Linked DNA regions of Gossypium hirsutum: region 1 is linked to region 2. A link is a contact called in public Hi-C data. All regions are on one chromosome and are shown on one strand. Each heading gives the region's core, a stretch centred on a gene start, on an enhancer-like site or on the middle of the called end of the contact. The rest is flanking DNA. Distances are from core to core; before and after follow the strand shown.

Region 1 (7,091 bases), core at 4,324-6,823, 140 kb after region 2:
AAGATCTCGCTCGAGCACTTCTTCGGCTTCGTCCACGGCCTCTTGTACTGATATCGTATTATCTTGATTACGAATTTTTATGCATCAATTAATATTCCAGTATTTATTACAGATGTTTTATGAATCAGACAGTAGTTCAGAGTTTGTTTCAGCAGAATCGAAGTCTAGCTACAGTTTCAGTCTCTTATCAGATTTTCCTATGGTTTTAGTATCATCTTATCTAGAGTATCCTAATAGGGTTTCAGTACAGACAAATAATTCAGGAAAATATTTAAAAAAGTTCAGAGTAATACTTATAGACTTGAGCCGGAGATTCGAAATGCCACATTCTAAAGATCTAAGTTTTGAAATTTTAATTTTTCACATTCTTTATAAAATTTTCGTTTTCGAAAATCTTTGTTTTTGTAAACCCATTCCACAGCCGAGTTGTTGCAACCTAGGCTTTGATACCACTAAATGTAGCACCCCTAAACCCGGCCCAGACGTTATGGCCGGATCCGACATGCCACATTGAAGCGTTCAAAACATTTTATATTGTTGATCCAGAAAAACCTACTTAATGTTTTAAAAGATAATTTCATTATAGGTTAAAGTGAATGGAAGCTGTGCACCAGGTAGGAAACCGGAAAAGAGGAGGTGAGTCCATCGGATTACTTAAGTACCAAGCTCCCTTCGGATCCAATCCTAGACATGCATACCACCATTGCCACACCTTAACGTCATGTATATTTCTAGGAAACTGATTTGATTAAGTCATTTTTAGGAAATGTGATTAATTTTAGAAAATACTTTCATTGCGGAAGCTTTGCTTGTTGTCGTGTTATTTTGAAATCAATTGTTGTTTTTTTTTCCTAAAAACGCGCCCTAAAGCTATCTAATTTCAACAATTAAAATAAGTAATACATATCTTAGTAATACATATTAAAACCATCAAAAATAATTAAGCGGTCTTATTACATTTAAAACCCAAACCTCAACGTAAATAATAGGATGTCCAGTTCATTAGAAGAAAACCAAACTTTCAGAACGGGTGGCCACTCCGAATTCCCTCACAGCTCCAAGCCCACTATGGTTGGGGATTTCCTGCGTGGATGAAAATAAAAGGGGTGAGTTTGGGGAAACTCAGTGTGTATGGAAACCCCTTCAAAGCCCAAGTCAGCTCAAGCCCATTGGGCCTAAGCCCATTCAGGTAACAGTGGTACTGGGCCAGAGCCCTTTTCAGATTACAATAAACTAGGCCTTAGCCCCTTATTCAGATAACAGTATGGCCCATAGGCCCATTTCAAAATACATGCAACATCAGTAAACATATGCAAGCCCATTTGGGTAACAGTGGTACTGGGCCAGAGCCCTTTTCAGATTACAATAAACTGGGCCTTAGCCCCTTATTCAGATAACAGTATGGCCCATAGGCCCATTTCAAAATACATGCAACATCAGTAAACATATGCAAGCCCATTTGGGGAGACTACTCAACCCACCAACCACTACACTCCACCCGTACCAGCCATACACTCCATGTGGGGAATAGCACAACCCACCCAGCCCAACACTCCACAGTTGCAGCCTTGCTGCTCAGTTAACTGTAAATTGAGGCAAAGCCTCCAGTACGTGGACAAGCCACTTTCAGTACTTCCTCCGTCAATATCCCAATCCCATGCATCAGATAATAACAACATGGCATGCAGTAAATAACAACAGTCAAACATGCATTTAGGTCAATTTAACCCTAAGGGTATTTCGGTAATTTATCTACTAGGGGTAAAACTGTAAATTTTCCACTTTTAAAGGTATTTCAGTAATTTATCTATTTTAGGGTTTTTCATGCATATTCCTACTTTTCACGTACTAACAGAATCATGTACTGAGGTTTCTTACCGAATTGGGCCCGTTGGCCCATCATTCCAATTTTGGCCCATTAAGCCCAAAAATATCGAGGGCACAGAAATCATGCACTTTGCAGTCCAAATTTTGCAGCTTACCAAAAACATTAATCGATTTACCTCACGAGCATTCGCACACTCGCAAATTTACAAAATACCGGTTTTCGGCATTTCGGCTTTTCGACTTTTGCCGATCCAGACTAAGAAAGAGGGTGTTAGTTACACACCTGTTTGCGACGATATGCTGACGAGATCCATACACGAACTGCCTACAATTGGATTACTAACACGTTAATCTAACTATTCAAATACGAACTACATATTAACCCCTTACAATATTCGGCCAACCACACCTACAGATCATAGTAAGCTTATAAGAAATCAATAAGTAACTCATTAACAAATTTTTGTCAATATTTACCACATAATCATAATTTCACTGCAAGCTATCTTCCTGAGCAACAGTTACTAAATCATTTATAACTGGAGCTACGAAACTCCAAATCAAGTGCCATTAATTTTCCCTGAAAATAGACTCATATATCTTATATCCATAAAATTTTCAGAATTTTTGGTTTGGCCAATCAATACCAGATTTTTCTTAAAGTTTCCCATGTTTCACTATTTGACTAATCTGATCACTCTTCATTTCGAATCAAATTTCTCTCTGTACAGAATTCAAAATATGTTCTCGTTTATTTCATTTGAAACTAGACTCATTAAGATTTAATTACATAATTTATTCACCTTCTAACTCATCTTTCACAATTTATGGTGATTTTCCAAAGTCACGTTACTACTGCTATCCCAAGCAGATTTATTACCAAATCACTCTTTCACACATAACTCGCATGCATGTTATTTAAACATGTATATCACCAATCAATCATCATATATCTATGAGTTTACTTAAGTATAGTCTCCATTTCATCATTTTAAAGCACAACATGTTAGCCGATTTTTCCCCTTAGCATCTAAGGCACATGCATGCTCATTTGTTTGGCTCAACTTCACCTATCTTCCATTTTTCATCAAAAGAACATGAAACAACAACCATTTCCTTCATTTTAATTCATGACCAAATGCTCACAACACAACCAAAAACCAAAATATGCTTCAAGAGTTAAGGTAGAATCAATAAGAACTCATGAACATCAAGATAGAAGCAAACTACCATGAACTTACCTTCAATTTTCTTCCCCAAGTAACCGAACATTCAAGAGCTTTCTCCTCTCCTTTCTCTTCTCTAACTTTAGGCTATGATGAACAAAGATGGACAAAACTTTGTTCTTTTCACCCCTTTTTCTTTTAATAAAATTTCATATTTCATCCATTTAATTCTTTAATACAAAAGACATGAAATGCCCATCATGGAACATTTACCTAAACCATTATCATGGAACATTTACCTAACCCATTATCATGGAATATTTACCTAATACATTATCATGGAACATTTACCTAACCCATTATCAATTTGTACCATGAATTATGGATATCAAGTGCTCATATTGTCTACAACAACATGATGGCTGGCCACTTCATATAAAATGGGAGGTTTGTCATGCAAATCCTCCTATTTTGCACTCCTATTTATTTGGCCACTTCAATTTAGCCTATAGCATTTTCAAACATTTTCACATAGGTTCTATTTCATAATTTCACTCACAAATGACAAAATCAAAGCATGAAATTTTGCCAACATTCACATAATTCCCGAAAATTGGGGCGTTACAGCTCATTTGCAATTATAAGTTGTAATTTTAAAGAGAATAAAATTCCTTTTATATGTAATAGATATGGATTGTTATTATTGACCTAGTATTCTAGTTAATTTAAACATTATAATTAATTAAATTTTATAAAAATATAAAAAATAATCTCTTAATTTAGGGATAAAAGTATTATGTTAGAAGAATAAAAATTTAGATTTGATTCCTAAATATTCACAGTTCCCATCCCAGTTATAAAAAAACTGATAATAAAGAAACAAAGTTTGGTTAACCCTTATGAAAAACATCTCTTGAACAATGTAAAGATTTTTTCATTACTTTTTTATCTTAAGTAATGTCATTCTATAATCTTTTCTTTGATCAAAGTTATTGTTGTATATTTTCATTGTGTTTGAAATATTTGGCTAAATCAACCGTCTTCGTTCCATCAACCTCAAAAATATCTTAACCACATCTCACCTCACTAAATATTATGCGACATATACTACACAAATCTTGCACACTTTTACACTTATCCCACAGAACTTAATGAATATATAAACTTATTCTTATGACCCAAATAAGGGGAATCCCATTTAAAACTTAGGATAAAACTACGAGAAAGAGAGGGTTCATGTCCTTTCAAAATCCTCTGTAGCTCACATACTCTTGAGACTTCTTCAATTTCTATATCTTTATATGGCTCTCGGTTTTCGAGCGAACTCTCGTCAATATTTAAATTCGTGTTTGTACATCAATAAGTCTTTATAATGTTATTTTATATTTATTATAGGTCGATAAAAATTGAAAATCTTTTTCATAACAAAAGTCGAAATAATATTAGAGAATTACTAGTCTTGTCATTTTGTTAATTTATTATTGTGCAATTATTAATGGAGCCAAGAAAGAAGGTCGGCTGCTTAGTGCTTAGGCTTGGTCAAATTTTTTATTACTAATCCTTGTAACATTTGCAAGTTGCAAATTTAATCCCTATATTTTAATTCTATCATTTTTACTTTATATATTTTTGGAATTTTAAAATTTTAGTACTAATCCAAAACGATAAACACATCTCGTGCTATTACATTAGAGGTTGTTGCAGGTCTTAACCTCAGTTTTTACATGAGCACTACAATGAATCTTCGCATTAGGGGGACCTTGGTTCACTCGAATGGTTGGCACTCTTCTGATCAAGTTCTGATCCATCTCATTCCATTCTATTGGAGGTTGTGTCCTATCAACAATTATCCTTTGCTTTGGTGGGTGTTCTTTTTTTTTTTTTGCCAGGCATGGCCACCTTTGTAATGGTGTTCATGTCATATGTTTTTGTCTTTGAGTCAAGTTTAGGCCTGTGGCCTTGTCTCCTTTTCGTTCTCTTGGTCAGATGGGGTTTTGTTGTCCTTGATGACCTTTGTGATTTTCTCTTCTTTAATGATGTTTTTATGAAAAAAATAGACATGTATAGGCAACTATTTATGCAAATAAAATCATTTCACATTATTTATGCAAATAATGATTGCAAATATCCAAAATCGTTTCACTTATGTGAAAAATATATTTGAATGTCTGAATTTGAATTTATTATCTACATATTAGTAAATGAAAAAGTTAAAGGTAATTTGATTTATTGATTTTAGATATTTAATAGATTTGTATATCTAACAATACTTGAATGTAATGCAAATAATAAATATATTTAAATTTTACTCAGAATGCAAATATCCCATCTGCACCTATATATATATATTGGAAGAGTTGACTTTCAATGTTAAACGAGGAATTTATCAAAACTAGTTTCCTTGTCTTCATCTCAAGCCTGTTTCTCACCAAACTCTGGGTATGAAAAGTGGTTGAAAATAGGGTAATTAGTAGAGCCGCAGCCAAACAATTAAAAGGGCTAATAATAGAAGCCAGCTCAAGCATGGGACCCCATATATATATATAGACCATTAATCAACAATCACCCATCATCATCCCATTGGCCATGCAAAAGGGCTCTGCTTAGGCTCACCTCACATGCTTGCTGTTGGAGGCTTCCACTACGCCCCCGCTCATCAAGGAACTCTAACTTCGACACCTGCACATACATTTGTTGGTTTACATCTCTCCTAATCTTTTTTTTCAATGATTCTTCGCTTTGTTAACTTGTATTTTTTAACCTTTCATCTTTTTTAGCGGAGTGATTGGAGGAGGCACAACCCTTAACTTTTCTATTATTTACTAAAACGAAAAAAACACTGAAGCTTAAAACCTTATTAATTACAAATAAAAAACAAAAATAAATTGATTTTTTAATCATCTTATTTATTATATCAAAGATATTGAAGCCCAAATAAATTATTCAATTCAAAAGCAAGGAATCCAGGAATAAGGGATGTCAATACTGCCTTCCAAAATTCAAGAGATAAGAGCAACATACGAATTGCAAGAGCAACCCTACCAAATAAGGGCATTCATCTCAACCAATCATGCTTTAGGCCTTAACGTAGTCTCATGTAACTTACCACCTTTAAAATTTTTAAAATTGTACTTTAATCCCCTAAAATTTATAATAATTTAATTTAATCTTTTAAAATTATAAAGATGACTACTCAAATGGTAAAAATATATTTTTACTATCGTAAAAATTACAATTTAATTTTGACCACTAATTTTTTTTTCTAACTTCATTCCTGCTCACGACACATTTAATATAAACTTCTTATGCATATTAAATTTAAGATATGAATTCACTTGTCATCCACATATTGATAAAGTATTTTCTTAAATTTACCATTGTTCAACATCTGACTTAAGTATGAAAGAGTATCCAAAGCATAATTTTTGATATCCCATAATTCACTCTTTATTTTGTAATCTTTCAATCATCCTCACCAAAAAAAATCCCTTTATCCCCCACTACATTATCAAATTTTCTACGATTCTTTACTTGTAAATAAAAATATTCTTTTTCTATTTTATATAAATATTTTAAATTAGATTAAATCATCTTTGAACATTCGGCTGATTCAACTCTAAGGAGTAATATATGTAATAAATATCTTTTAATTTTAAAATATTAGATGGAAGCAGGATGACAAAATTTAAATCGTCTTACGGATTTTAAATTGATCTGTTCTGAATGGAACAAGTTTTTATTTACTTAAAAAGTGGATGCGGGGTGGAGTGAGGCGGGGTAAATTTTTTCTTTTGGATTGTGGGTATGGATCGGTTTTGATAATTGCTTGCCCCGCCTCGACTGGACCAGCTCCGCTATATAAAATTATCATTTTATTCTTGTTTATATAAGCTATTAAAAAGGTAAAAATATAATATAGAAAAAAATAATATATTTATGTTTAAATATTTTTTGAAGGATTATGTTTAAATATTTACTTGATTATAAAAAGATTAAAAAAATAAAGATAACTAGCATAAATTAAATTGAAGTGGAGCGAGGTGGGTGGGTCGGAGATGGATGCATCCAAAATCCGTCGTGGTGGTAGTAATTTTCAAG
Region 2 (6,899 bases), core at 3,422-5,921:
CATGAAAATTTTATATATTTAAAGTTTAAATTTATTTGCTTATTGAGTGTTAATATGACTTGGTTTATACTCTATAAATTAATTTATGGATTGCATTAATTTATATAATATTAGTGATATTTTATTTTTATCCATTGAGCTGCCAAGTTGGGGATAGAAAGAGAGATGGTAGCATTCCATTCTATTTTATGGCCAAGCCCAAGCAAATGCAGTTGTCATAATTTCCATTTCTCTGCCTCAGACTCAGACCATCATCCGTTTAGTATGATATTAGCAACTTAGTGATGAAGCTTAACAGGCACGATCTTCATTTAATTTAAAATTCTCTTTTGGTTTTGCAAAGCTTTTGGAGAATCACCCTCCTTTCCCAATCAACAAATTAGAAACAATTGCTATCCCTATGAATTATGTTACATATCAACATTAACTTATTGGTTTCCGAAGGAGTGATGATTTAGAATTGAAAACCAGTAAAGTCGTTGAACCCATTTAAAGCAATTGCATCATTTTGATAAAAAGACCAAAAGCTGTCATGATATTAGTAATTGATGACTTTTGGTAATGTGGGTGACAGCAAAGTACATGAAAGAATCACTAATGCTGGCGATGGCAGAGGAACAACGTCACAACAAGGGGCATACTGATAACGGAAATTACCACAATTGCAAAACCATAAAGTGAAAAAGAAAAGAAAGAAAGAAAGAAAGAAAGAGGATACCCATACATATAATAAAAGTATAAAAGATCGCTTCCATTAAGAAAGAAAAAGCGAAGAAAAGTAAAAGGTAAACATCACTGCTATTGACTATACATCATCTCTGTAACAAAGTCTTTCAATAACTCCAAACTCTGACGCTCATACTATTGCTTGTATGACTAGACACAAATAAAATAAAGTTCACCAAATCAGTAAAAGTCCTATAAACCCACAAGACCAAAGTGTAGGTAGTGACCAAGATTGACGCGGATGGGAGGCTGAGGAAGACCAGAAAACTTCAAAGGGGGCAAAAAAGGAAAAGGGAACCAAGGACAACGCTTGCGTACCTGCTCTTAAGATGGATTTTTTAGTTCACTAGAGTTGAAGCAGGTTGCACAGATTGACAAACAAAATGAGTAGAGTGGGTAGGACAAAATAATGACAATGTGTAAAAATGAATAAATTTACACTTAAAATCAGAATATGCGATGATGCTGGTAGATGGGGAGGATAGACTACAGAGAATATGGATATTTGATTGGTAGTGCTTTTTGAATGATGGGAAAGAGCTAGTAAATGGCTGGCTTTTCAACCATTTTAATTGATTGGGTGGGGGATATACTATCTAGCATTGCCTGCCTCTTCGGCAGGGTAGAGCTCCAGCATTGGAAGTCATGGATCCAACCATGGAGGAGGACTTGGCTCCCAAGCTTGAGGCCCTGGCATAGCTTGCTGAGGCTCCGGCTCCAGATGGAGTGAAATATGCACCATTCAGCAGCAAATCTCCTTCCGACCTCCAGTTCCAGCTCTTCCAGTGGCTTTCAGCTGTGTCCACTCTCTTGGTCACCTGCTCAAACCAACCAATCAATCATATTATCTGATATGATGATTGTAAACATAACATATTCAGCAAATATGACACAAGACAATACCTCCTTTGCAAACGGGTTTCTTGGAGCTGCGTATCTGTTACCCTGGCTGTTTATGGTAGGATTTGCACTTCCCCCAATAGCATACATTTCCCAATGAGTGTAGTCATTGTTTACCACATGGAAATACCCATGCCTACACCTTGGCATTCTCTGGATAAGTCCCTCTCCGAAATGGTTGTAGGCAATGGTCACTTGCATCTGCTTGTCCCTTGTGTAAGAGTCACTGTGACCCAGCAACATCACCTGCAGTTGAGCTTGAGCGTTAATAAGGATGCTACAGATAAAAAAGTGAGGTACAAGAGAAATACATGCATCAAAATTACCTCATTGTGGTGGGTGAGGTGATTGTTGGAGATGGTAATGGCAGTTGACCCCATGACAGCATCAACAAGACCATCAGCACAATTAGAAAGAGAATTGTGATCAACCCAAACGTGGCTTGACCCAAAGATGGAGATTGCATCACCATCAGCCATTGTCCTCCACCCGAAGTGAGTGGGTGAGCTTCTAACCATGGCATTGCCAGTGGGCTTACAGTCATGAATATGAAGACCATGAACAATGACATTGGTAACGTATTGAATTGTGATACATGCCCCATTAGCAATATGGACATTCACCCACGACCATCAATGGTCTTAAAGCTGTTGACCAGCAACTCCTGCTTCAACTTAATAACCATGTCCCTCTTGAACACAATCCAAAGTGGTTGTTCCTGGATCACAGCATGGCGCAAGGTCCCAGGTTTGGGGTTAACAGGGTCATCATCATTAGAGTCAGTGACAACGTAGAAGCGTCCATCACGCCCCCCAATTGCATTCCTTCCAAAACCAATGCCACAGTCAGCAAGTCTCTTCCGGTTCTTCTGCCAGTTGGGGTCACAACGCCAGCAATCATCAATGGGATTACCAGTTCCGCACGAGAAGAACCCCAACTTCCTCCTTTCCGTCGCATTTCGAATATTCCTACCATTTTTTTCATTCAGTTTATTAAATTTTACTACGCAGACTTTTGTCATATGGTCTAAATATTCCAGCTTAGTAACCAAAATTATTAGCATCTTTGATTTTACTACTAGATGGGCTTGTAAATTATTGTCGGTGGGAGTTAAATTAATCCCAATTTGTAAAGATGGCATAAGCAGACAAAACATGATGTAGAATTTTGTTATTTCGAAAGGACATTAAGGTCATTCACTCCAGGTATAACGGCTAGGACATGCTGTTTCTTTTCATTTTTAACGAAAAGAGACAAAAGAGTCTTGTTTGTTTATCTTATTTAGCTGGTCCAGTGTGCAGCAATCACCAAGAATAAGAACAATAAAAAATCCTCCAACTTACCATTTACCCTGCTTCCTTCATATTACAACTTTTAAATCAATAATGAGGTAAATAAAAGAGTGGTTGTGCATGAAGAAGTGAGAATTAGTCATGTGATGCAATAAAACTGTAATTATAGTAAGGTTGATAAAGCGTTTAATTGCTTTGAATAAAAAATTTGTACTTCGAGGTACGATTGGAAAGACAATGATACGGTCATGTGATGCAAGAAATATTAAAAAGGGTCGTGCCCGTTAGACACGGATCTGACTATAATGGTGGAGTCGGGAGTAAACAAACAACATCAACATATAAGATTGTAATCCATTTGATTTATGGTTAATGATAAATGAAAATTTGGCAAAAAAAGGGAATCTTTCTGCTTCAACTTTTACATTCTCTATTTACATATTTAGCAATTCAAAAGAAATGTTTATAGAGACTCACATGTCAATGATGGTCTTAACCTCGGCTGCTACGGCCTCTGGATCAGCCACAGCATGTTCATTCAAGGCCTTAACCTCTTCTGACCTGAAATCCCAATCACACCAACCCAAATTCCAATTAAATAAAATTAATTCTAAATATTTCATTTTAATTTTCTTATTCTCGTCGGTGACTAATAATTCTATGAAACACACTGCTTAAAGCGGATTCACTGTGTCGTCCACCAACAGTACTCCAAAACCGTTACAAAAGTGTTTTTCAAGGGGGAAGAAACAGAAACCCCGTGTGGACCCCTCGACGGGAATTTATAAAATGCCCTTCCTCATTATACCATCTTTTTCTTTTTCTACATACGGGAATTGAATTGTGTAACGGAGTAAATGGTTGAGATCTAAGGATCTGGATCTCAACGGATGGGATCGTTATTTCATGGTTAAACGGAGATTAAACATAACGGCTGAGATGATCAGAATTGGAAAAAGAAAACGAAAATAAATACAAAAAAAGGCTAGTTTTAAGCTCTACATTACCTAGTTGCCATTGTTGAGTTTTTTGAGTTCTGCAGCTTCTCTATCTCCACAGTGCTGTAAAAATATATAAACATAATATAAATGAAAATTGAAATTTTCTAGTATTTTGCAGTGATGCTCCATTTTCAGTTAGCATTTTTTTGAAGAAAAAAAAAGAGGACACTGAAATCTCATTTTCAACGTATTAAGTGAAGTTTTTGAAGAGGGAATATTAATGGATCCGTTAGAAAGGAAAAATTATTTTTTCTTTCTGAGAATGAGACTATTTTTCAAGATCTAAACAATGAAAATTCTGTATAGTTTTTGTATTCTAATTCACCATAAAATGACATAATGTATGTAGGCAACAATTTTGCAAGGCAAATTCGAAAACCCGAGAGAAAACAAACAATGGAGACTCTCTGTGTCTTTCTTTTACTAAAATAAAACTGAGAAAGCTTGAAAACTGAGTTGAAGAAAGAGAAAGACCTGGAATCGTTGTTGGTCTGTACAGTGGCCATTGCTCCAACAAGAAACAAAAACAGAACAGCTAAAGAAGCTAAAAACCATTTCTTGGAAACCGCCATTGCAGTTTTCTCCGCTTCTTCGGTACTTAAAAGCTTTCTCTCTATCCAAACAGAGGAAAAATTGAGAGAGAGACAGAGAGATCCAAGGAAAGAAGGAGATGGTGAAGCAGGGAGAGTCAGAGTACAAGCTCCAAGCAAACGGCTTTTATAGAGCCACGAGCAAAAAAAAAAAAAAAAAGTGAACACCAAAACAGAAAGACCAAAACGACGCCGATTATATACCCAAAATATTAAACGTTGGAATTTTCTGGGTAGGTTTACTTTAACCAAATAACCTAAGTCACCTAACCGCCACTAACTGTCTCTCTTCCGCACTCCATTTTCACCGGGGTTAAATAAGTTTAATTTTACTATTTTAACTGTTGGATAATGCCACGTCAGATATTACGGGCGTACGGTTGGAGAAGGGAGCAGAATGTCACACAGTTTCCTGCTGAATTTGCGGCATTAAATGATGTGTTTTTTAATTAACCACATTAATAAATATTGGCTTAAAATATGCTATTAGTCCCTGTACTTTTATAGAATTTTAGATTTAGTCCTTATACTTTAAAATTTATTATACTTGCTCCAAACATCCTCAAACTATGACTCATTCTAAATTGTTCATCAAACTTTAAAACATTTTAATTACATCCTCAAACTATTAAAATCGTTAATTTGACTATTAAATGAGGTGTAAGATTTTATGTGATATAACTTAAAATGAAAATTTTTAAGAAAATAAATATTGTAAAAATGGATGTTGTAAAGATCTTGGTGTTGGGATTTTTGAAACTTCTACAGAAACAACCGTTCACTCTCTTCTTGTTCAGTTTTACTTTATTTTTAGTTTTTAATTGTAAAAGTTACACAATAATAACATTTTACTTTTCTTTAAAATTTTCATTTTAAATTATTTCACATAATAATTTATGTGTCATTGAAAGATTAAATTAACTATTTCAATAATGGTGGGACATTATGAATAGTTTGGGAATGTAATTAGAACATTTTGAAGTTTAGGGACCAATTTAGAATGAAGTTAATAGTTTAGTGCAATTAACTCTTAAAAGTTAAAAATTCAACCCTCTTACTTTTCCGATTTAAAAATTCTAGTACAATTATTGTGCTATTTGTAGTTTCTATCAAAATTTATCAATTTAGCATATTTATTTTATGTTGCAGCTACATTGATAAATTTTTGATAAAAAAAAATACATGTGATTTAAATGATTAGAATGAAATTTTTAAATTAAAATAGTAGGATTAAGTGAAGGAAATGTTATTTAAAAAAGAAAGAAAGAAAGAAATTAAAATTACGTGTGCGCCAATCACGGCCTTGAGAAAGTGAGGGGATTTTGACTCCAAAGAAGATTCAACTAAAAGGATACCAAATTGGTATTCTATTTTCTCTCTCTTCACATGGCTCTTACATATCATTTTAATAACATATTTAGACACCCACTACTAGATATGATTCTAAAACAAATTTGATTTTTAGATGCTTTTAACAATTTCTTTTTATAAACCTTTAAATACAATACTTTTTATTATCATTTTATGTGATTTTATTTTTTCACCATCTCTCATTTTCAGACATTCTCATGATCTATTTTTTATAATGACAAAAAAAAAATTGTGATTTATTTTTAAAATGTATTATTTTTTATAAAACTTTTTACTTATTATTCTAATTTTAAGTTTAATTTTATTTTAATTATTATTTATTTTAAGTCTAACGACTTCAACACATATCTATTAAATTATCATTTTCCTTATCTTATTACACTAATTAGTGGTGAGTATTCAATCGAACCCAAGTCGAATTAAGTAAAATTTTTTTTGAGTTAGTCGAGTTAACAAATCTTATTTTAGCAACCGAACTCAATTTGAATTTTTTCGAATCAAGTCAAAAAATTTCGAGTTAAGTCGAGTTGAGTTAACAAATCCTATTATTTATACTCAATGGTGCATTTTACATGGACTAATAATTTAACTAGTAGACGAAATATAAGATTATTTAACTACATAAACAATATAATGGTTTTGCCTTTTAACTTAATGAGTAAACGACATAATTTTGTTTTTTAACTTAATGGTTTTAACTTTCAACTTTATAAAAGGTAAATATTTATCAAAACAACGTAGGTTTGCCTTTTCTTATTCAGATTTTCGGATAACTCGAATTGTAATTCATATTTGAGTTAAATCAAAAAAATTATTTTTTTATTCAAGTTGATCTGAATAACTTGATTAACTCAAATTACTCAAACTATTTAATTCAAAATTTAAATTTTTTATCGAGTTTTTCGAATCGACTTGAATTTTTCTCACCCCTAACACTAATAACCATACATCGCATTAATGTTAAAAATATTACATTTCCTATTCTATAATCATTATATATTTTAAAAAAATCACTTTAA

What was found. A called contact is a pair of places that touch in the nucleus more often than the background predicts.
Region 1: a contact with region 2 is called in a Hi-C map of leaf, with 3 times the contacts expected there. The contact joins the enhancer-like site here to the promoter of LOC121207546 in region 2. A contact is called at or near these places in 3 of 34 Hi-C or Micro-C datasets (hypocotyl, leaf and petal).

The regions. Positions count from the first base shown.
Region 1 is chrA10:63,720,563-63,727,653 of Gossypium_hirsutum_v2.1, forward strand. No RefSeq gene overlaps it. Among protein-coding and RNA genes, the nearest start is that of LOC121208007, 47 kb to the left of the region's middle. Within about 2 kb of position 5,574, at least 3 of the 9 cell types and tissues checked have an H3K27ac peak or open chromatin away from gene starts, as enhancers often do. A contact at or near this core is called in hypocotyl and leaf, where this site is marked.
Region 2 is chrA10:63,578,770-63,585,668 of Gossypium_hirsutum_v2.1, forward strand. LOC121207546 (probable pectate lyase 1) reads right to left here and starts at 4,672. Exons shown (of 7, transcript XM_041077853.1): 1 at 4,394-4,672; 2 at 3,926-3,979; 3 at 3,396-3,479; 4 at 2,251-2,594; 5 at 1,953-2,248; 6 at 1,630-1,872; 7 at 728-1,544. The coding sequence starts at 4,491. The coding sequence ends at 1,323.